Linked DNA regions of Mus musculus: region 1 is linked to region 2. The links are chromatin contacts, called in public HiChIP or PLAC-seq maps. All regions are on one chromosome and are shown on one strand. Each heading gives the region's core, a stretch centred on a gene start, on an enhancer-like site or on the middle of the called end of the contact. The rest is flanking DNA. Distances are from core to core; before and after follow the strand shown. Region 1 overlaps 1700025M24Rik (RIKEN cDNA 1700025M24 gene). Region 2 overlaps Fryl (FRY like transcription coactivator).

Region 1 (3,997 bases), core at 744-3,243, 180 kb before region 2:
CACAGTGACACACTTCCTTTAAGAAAGCCACACTTCCTAAACGTGACATTCCCTATGGGCCAAGGATTCAAACACATGAATCTCTGGGAGTCAAACCTATTCAAACCACCACAATGTTCAAGATCTCTGAGTGTCTTAGCCATTTCACATTGAAAAGGGCACTGTGTACCTACACTACCAGATTTGTCACCAGATAGAATGCATGAGAGCCAGAGAGGGCTCAGTGGGTAAAATGCTTGTCATGTAAGCCTGATGACCTGGGTCCAATCCCTAGACCCCACATACAGAGTGTGATTTGTGATCCTAGAACTCCTGTAATGAAATGGGAGGTGGAGCCAGAAGAATCACCTGAAGCCTGTAGGCCTGCTGGCCCGGACTACGCGGCTCAGTAGCGGAAACAGGAGACCGTCCCTTAACGCAAGGTGAAAAGAGACTCGTGAAGAGTGGTTCCCTGACTTTCATGAATATACCATGGCTCACGCACCCCACACACCCCACACAATTAACAAACGATTTTAGCACGTGGCGCAGTTAGTTACTTTTCTGCTGCTGTGGTGAAAATGGCGACGGTGATTGGTTAATTTGTCAACTGACCACATCTTCCATCAAATAAAACCTTAGCAGCTGGGAGGGATTATTTTTGATTGGATCATTTGAGGTCGAAGACCCGCCCCCAATCTGGGCCAGACCTTCTGGTGGCAGCCCACAGAAAAGGATACCTGCTAGCTTGTGCATACTTTGGAGGGCAAGCTCATCTCTGCTGCCACTGGGGAATCCCTTAACTGGGACTAGAACCTCTGTCCTTTGGGTCTCAACACAGACTGAAGACTAGCTGAGACAACAAGTTTCAGGAACTGGTATCTACTGGATTTTTGGCCTTTCTGTTAGTCGACAGCCACTTTTGGATTAGCCAGACCATATCCTGTAAGCCACTTTGATAAACCTTCTTAATACTTATGTAGAGTCTATGAGTTCTTTTCCTCTACAGAACCCTGAATAACACAGTAGCCAAAAGCAATTTATGGAAGAGTTCGTTTGGCTTATGGCTCCAGAGGGGGAGTCTGTAAGTGTCAGGAAGCATAGGTACAGGTAGCCAAGCATGAAGCTAGGGGGTCACATCCTTAACTTTAAACATGAAACAGAAAGAGCAAGCTAGAAGTCGGGTGAGGCTATGAACTCTCAAAGCCAACACGTTCCCAGTGGCATACTTCTTCCAGCAAGGCCGTACCACATCCCCAAATAGCACTGCCAAATGGGGACCAAGTGTTCAAGCGACCGAACCTATGAGAGACATTTCTAATTCCTCAATCAAAACTACCGCGTATGGAACAGGGGAAAGGCTGAGAATGCACTCAGACCAACAGGACATTTTAAACAAGAAATGACAATGTCCTGTATGCAGCTTGCACTTTCATCTTTATGAATGCTACCGGTTGTTGCCTCTTTCCAAACAAGATCATGTTTAAGGAGATTAAAGAACGAGAAAAAAATCACAAAATTTGCAAATAACCGAGCTTGCTCTTAAAGTGGGGTGTTGGAGGGACCATGAGAGAAAAGGGGGTTACTTGGGGGGAAGGAAAGTGAGAAGAAAGAGGGGGCAGGTGGGCAAGGGGGGGAGGAGAACAAATAAGAATGGAGTATGAGGGCACATATAAATGAAAAGACTATGGTGAGATCTATTGCATCTTTATGTTAACAACAAAATGTAAAAGGGGAACTAGAGAGAGAAGTGGGTGTGGTGGCAAATACTAGTAAACCAAGCACCCCCCAGCGGCACGGGGTCACAGGTTCAAGGCCTGCACTGGGCAATAAAATGAGCTCAAAGTCTATGCTACAAAGTAAGACCCGGCCCCAAAAAGCAAAGCAAGATGAACAAACTGAACTGAAACAAAACAAAGAGCCCTCGATTGCTTTGCTTCGCTGCTGTTCAGAGCATGGGGACCTTTTCCTAGAAGCTGCCCGTGATAATAATACTAGATGTTTTTCCTGTGACTCATTCTGAAGGCTTTCCATTCCTTAGGGAAATTCCACAGTATTATTTTTGCTCTTTAGGAGTATTTTGGTTTTGATATTGTTCAGCTTTTACTAGACAGAAAGTGTAAATGTGATGGCTATTTGGGTAGCTCTTTAAAAATAACCACAATTCAGGGAAAATATAAATAAGACAACTCCAGAGTCACATGTGTACTATTATTATTATTATCATTATTATTATTTGTGTGGGGGTGGGAAGGAATGAAGGAGAAAAGGTATTAAAAATACCAAGAATTCCTATTGACCAAAACTGAATAAAATATTTATGACTGAACCATCAATAGCACAAAGAAGTGAAGAAGCTGGGGGTGGGGGGGAGACAATCTGTGTACACAGAGAGGGAAATGGCCTGTGGATCTGCAAAAATGGGCAACAGACAGCCCTAAATAAATCCGGCTAGGAACTGTGTTTGCCCTGAAGGCAGGGCAAGAAGGCTGCTTCCAGCACAAAGAGCAGCAGAGGCCATTAAAGGGAATTTTCAGAAGGGAGTGACATTGTTAGAATGGCAACAGAGGAAGTTGGTTTTGGCAGCAGTCTTGGGAAAGACTTGAGGAGGGGAAAAAAAATGAAGAAAGGAGAGGCTTTTCTCAAGGGAGACAAGTCCACACAACATGCTTAGGTGGGGTCACAGGCACAGAAAAGGCAGAGCATTCAGGAGCTGTGCGTTTTCATCTTAGCAGAAACCTTTCCTTCAAGTCCTCTTCATCAAAGCCTGTCCTGCAGCTGTCTTCCCATTGTGCCTTGAATTCAGCCTTCATTATGGCCTGACATTACTGTCATGACAACAAGAGCACTTTTTTTTTTTGAGACTGACTGCTTCTGCCACCTGCCCGAACCTTGTGTTGGGACAAGACTCCAGGAGCTGGTCAGTTTTCAAGTGGAAAGATCTGGGCATTCTAAACTTCAGTCAGATGGGTCACACCTTGAGCCAGCAAGGGTGAAGTAAAACAGCCGTTGTTCCTGATGCCGTTCTGCGTTATAAACATGTGTTAAAAGGTTGGGGAGGCGCAGAGCCCTTAGTGTCTCGGTATAGCACTAAGCTTGTTGAGACAAGTTTCAGTTCTTTGAACCCTCCTCCTCCTAATGTTTATCCAGCCCAGTGCCCTGTTGGCTAATCACCTTGTAGCCTGTATGTTTTCTCTCCTTTGTGTTTTGTTTTTCGAAGCTGTTGCTAATTTCATCTCTACTGGCTGCTTTGTATTTTTTAAACTATATTCGGACAAAACGAGAATGTTACTACGTGTTTGACAGCGATGCTGGGAATTCTGATGGCAACTGTGCAGAAGAAAATAATACGCACACACGGTTATTTTTATACTTGCTTTTTTAAATCGGGGAATTCAACACGTTTAACAAACTTCGATTGTGAGACTTCTTTTTATACACAGTAACTTTGGTCTTTTAGGGACAGAGCCGTCATCACATCTCGTTTGACTGCTGGTGTGCAGGGGGGGAAATGTCATCTGTAGGCTGGAGCTTTTTCATCTCAAATGAGGATTTCTAGGGAAAGAAGCAATCGTAGTCCCAGGGTGAGGATGGGCCTGGGAGCCACAGCTTGTGCCTCTAAACACTGGAGGAAAACTTTCCCCAGGGAATGAGTCCTTGATGACTATAAGCAATTATCTATAGACTGAGACACCCATGAGAATGTCACTGACCTAGGCAAAGTCAGTTCTCTCTCTTCTGTCATACCACCCACAGCAGAGGTAGAGAGAGCCCAGTGGCCAGCAAGGCTATGACACTATGCTGCCTGCCCATCTCTATAGGTTTCGAGGAAATGAAATAACAAAGCGGAAGCTAATAATGAAGACTGAAACCCACCTTCTCTTCAGTGTCCGCCACAGTGAATTCCATCAGGTCGAAGCTTTATAGACCGCAGCAGAGCAAACAAGGCCAAGAGACTGAAGAATCTCATTCAATACTCCATGCTCAGAGATTTATGGTTGTACCCTTTCTCGGATTC
Region 2 (3,788 bases), core at 513-3,012:
AGAGAGCAATGAATGTTTCGGCTCTGCTAGCTTTCTCTCTTTGATATCGACCAGACCCTGGAATAATGTCTCCTACCTTCACAATGGGACTTCCTACCTCGATCCAGTGTAGGGAACCCCTCAAGGCGTGGCCAGAGGTTTGCACCCTGTGTGATTGATGCTAGGGCCTATGAAGTTAGCAAGCCACATTCACCATCACACAGCTATTCCTGATAGTAACTGGTATTTAGTGGTGTTTGTGAATAACTAAGTTCTTTTTAAATATAAAAGTGGATAGAACTTTTTAAGTATTTAAAATTATAAAGTTATTATACATGTTTCCTAATTAGTGAGGTCAGTTACTAGCCCTCATCTTCCTGAATGGTCTCCGTCCTTTCCGTTGTTTATGGATGGTAGCTAGCTGCTAGGTCTGTGTGTGTATTTGCTTGTGCCCCTCCTTTTTTTAAAGATTTATCTATCTATCTATCTATCTATCTATCTATCTATCTATCTATCTATTTATTTATTATATGTAAGTACACTGTAGCTGTCTTCAGACACACCAGAAAAGGGCATCAGATCTCATTACAGATGGTTGTGAGCCTTCATGTGGTTGCTGGGATTTGAACTCAGGACCTCTGGAAGAGCAGTCAGTTCTCTTAACCACTGAGCCATCTCTCCAGCTTGTGCCCCCTTTTTTTATTGGACCTTAGAACTGTGCTCCCGCCTTCTGTAACATTTTTGTAAAATGGATCTTTCTACCCCACATGATACGCTTCTTATTCTGTTTTCTGTTTGTTGTGATACATTTTTCAGGGGGGAAAGAAAACCCAAAATCGATTTGTTTAGAACCTGCATTGCTGCAATTCCAAGGTTGATTCCCGATGGTATGAGCAGAACGGACCTCATTGAGCTGTTAGCAAGGTGAGTGGCATTATTCCTGACTCTCTGTGGTCACAGCAGGCACAGCTTCGAGCCATCTGATTTGCTCTCTTCGTTCTCATCTTTTATTAACCCCCTCTCAAATTTTTAACTTCTAACTTCCTCCCAAGTCCCCCTCTCAGCCCCATTTCCCAGTTCACTGTCAGTTCACTGGGTTTACGTGACAAACATCCCTTACGTGGTGCTCAGTGAGGTTTCAGCATCCTGAGTAGTGACCACGGCCCAGTTAGCTTTTTCTGCTGCAGGAGAGCCCGGTGCCTCCAAGCGTTTTCTCCTCTTCTTCCTCCATTAGCTCTATAAAGTAGATAAATACCATGGCAACCACACTTAAGTGAAGTCTCCCAGCCTAATTCTAAGCCTGCTGAGGCTCTGCTGTGTGGGTGCCCCTGGGGACCATGCAGTTAGGGGGTCAGCTTCTCCATGGAAGACCAGACAGTAAATATTTCGTGGTTTTGCTGATTGTGCTATAATCCGGAGGTTCTCAACCTTTGGGGGTACCGGGTGTCGAAAAACCCTTTCACAGGGGTGACCTGAGACCATCAGAAAACACAGGTATTTACATTACAATTCATAACTAGCATAATCACACTTTGTGAAGTGGCAGTGGTTGGGGGGTCGCTACCATATGAGGAGCTGTATTAAAGGGTAATAATAGTATTAAGAAGGTTGAGACCCACTGCCTCAGTGTGTGTCATGTCTGCATTCCCACTGTGGCATTACAGAAGCAGCCAGACCATATTGCAGGACTGAACATGACTGGGCATCTGCCTGGAGCCTGCCCAGAGCCACAGTTGGCCAGCCACACCCTAGTGGAAAACCAAACACAGTGACTGGTTTGTTTGCTGGTTGCTGGGCAGTCACCATCTTGTGTAAATAGTGACCAGATTGCTGCAGCACTGTGGCTCGTTCCAGCCCTGGGCGAGAACACCTGGCACTTCCCAGACAGCCTTGCGCCTCCCTCAGGTGCTGGGACCCCGGAGACGGTGGCATTTGTCTCCCGACTATGAGGAGTCGAGGGGCTCGCTTGAAACTACTTTCCATAACTTCTCTCTCTCCCCACTCAGCCTCTTTATTGCTGGTTTGTGGCACTGAGTTGAACCTAAAGGTTTGTGCATGTTAGGCAAGGACTCCTCCATAGCTGCGGATCCTGCTGCATTATGTATAGGCACACGTGTATGCTTCATTTTGAAATAAGGTCTCACTATGCTCTCAAGGTCGACCTTGATTTCCCTCTGTATGCCAGGCAGGCCTGAACCTGGGAATCCTCCTGCCTCAGTCTCTTAAGTACCTGCAGTTTGATGTTTGTGCTAAAAGGCTCAGCTCTCGCTTAATTTTTTTTTAATTAAAAAAGAAACTTTAATTTCTTCTTACCATATGTGCATGTGTATGATGGGTGGGGGACACATGCCATGGCACAAGTGTAAAGTTCAGAGGTCGTCTTTGGATTGGAGTTGGTCCTTTACCTTTACCTTGTGTGGGCTCCCAGCGCTCAAGAGTCAGAGGCAGGAAGAATTGAGAATTGGAGGGGAGACTGTGTTATATACTGAGACCTCCGTCTCCAAAATACAATAGATAAAATATAAACAGTGCAGAATTAGAAAACTGGCATCCTACTAGGAACCTGAAGTGCTAACCCACAGTGTTCGTCCTTACAGCAGTGAGCAGCTACTGTCAAATCCATCCTCACTGGTCCCACCTCAGCCTCCCTTGACCTACATCTTTCCGGAAGATGATCCTGCAAGATAAATTTCTGACATCACCCCTCTCACCTCCCCCAGGAATGAAGCCACACCTGACAGGCTCAAGGCGAGGGATGCTGGGGCTGGAAGGAGCCAGCCTCGGAGCAGTGAATGGCAGTTTAATTGCTACCTCCTTTCCCTCCTCTCCCTGCAGCTGCCATCTTAAATTAATTTACTTCCATGGCCAGAAAGAATCTAGAATATGTTGGTTTGGAATTACAGTGTCTAACTCTTCCTTACTCAAAAGTAAGGGAAGCCAGATAGCAGACAACCACACAAGGCGTGTTGTAAATTTAGAAACCTCTATAAAGGGAAAAATAATCCCTTGAATTTAATTAGCAAGGTCCCATTGTTCTCTCCCCTGCACAAGGCACGTATGTCCTGAGTCACACCGATTTGGCGCGAGCTATCTAGACAGTCATGGGTTTAAATAAAGGCAGTGTAAATAACTAGTGTTATTTGCTCCTAAAACCTATGCCGCACTACAACGGATGTCTCTTTAGTTTCTGTCAGTTGAAGGCTGGCTTATAGTGAAGACCAGAGCTGAGATAAACTGTGATACCTCACTTCTTAGCCACATACCATCCCCCTTGCTCATCATAACTTCGCGGACCTGGTGGGCTGTTGACACATTTTATTTTCAAGGCATAGCCCTTTTTTCTTATATTACTCCCATTCCTACCCTTAGGAATGACTTCTTTTGACTCCGTCTTGATATTGCCTTTGTAATGAGCTATTTATATTCCGTCTACAACCTTAAATGCCTTTAAGAAATGGTTGACATTAGTCATGACCTCTTCCGTAACTAAATAAGTGTAAGTTGATATTAAGATCCCGTGTGGTTGGACATATTTTTATATTGATTATTGGAGAGCACTATAAAGTGTGTTAAGGACTGAAGGAATTTGCAGTGGATTTCTGATACCATCTGTATTCCCAATCAAAAGCCTATCAATTAAATTCAAGACTTACTTTCCTGAGCGTTACCCATGGAATTTAAACTATAGACCAGTACAGACAGGGGCTCATAGCAGTGCAGAGTGAGCCTGGGCGCCTGTCTTCATATGCTCCCAGAGCACGCAAAGGGACAGATCAAGTATCTTAGTTTTCAGTTTTAGGAGAGACAGA

Evidence for each region. HiChIP or PLAC-seq counts read pairs in DNA pulled down with a chosen protein or histone mark.
Region 1: a contact with region 2 is called in a FOXA1 HiChIP or PLAC-seq map of pancreatic cancer cells. The contact joins two enhancer-like sites. A contact is called at or near these places in 7 of 39 promoter capture datasets (the 3T3-L1 cell line, the HPC-7 cell line, the SN4741 cell line and 4 more), 1 of 115 datasets of contacts at active chromatin or transcription factors (pancreatic cancer cells) and 4 of 9 other capture datasets (adipose tissue, embryonic stem cells, liver and 1 more).

What each region holds. Positions count from the first base shown.
Region 1 is chr5:73,278,482-73,282,478 of GRCm38.p6, reverse strand. The region is part of intron 1 of 1700025M24Rik (RIKEN cDNA 1700025M24 gene); the gene reads left to right. Among named protein-coding and RNA genes, the nearest start is that of 1700025M24Rik, 3.7 kb to the left of the region's middle. Within about 2 kb of position 1,993, at least 61 of the 459 cell types and tissues checked have an H3K27ac peak or open chromatin away from gene starts, as enhancers often do. A contact at or near this core is called in pancreatic cancer cells, where this site is marked.
Region 2 is chr5:73,101,790-73,105,577 of GRCm38.p6, reverse strand. Fryl (FRY like transcription coactivator) reads left to right here. Exons shown (of 63, transcript NM_028194.2): 19 at 796-903. Among named protein-coding and RNA genes, the nearest start is that of 1700071G01Rik, 53 kb to the left of the region's middle. Within about 2 kb of position 1,762, at least 33 of the 459 cell types and tissues checked have an H3K27ac peak or open chromatin away from gene starts, as enhancers often do. A contact at or near this core is called in pancreatic cancer cells, where this site is marked.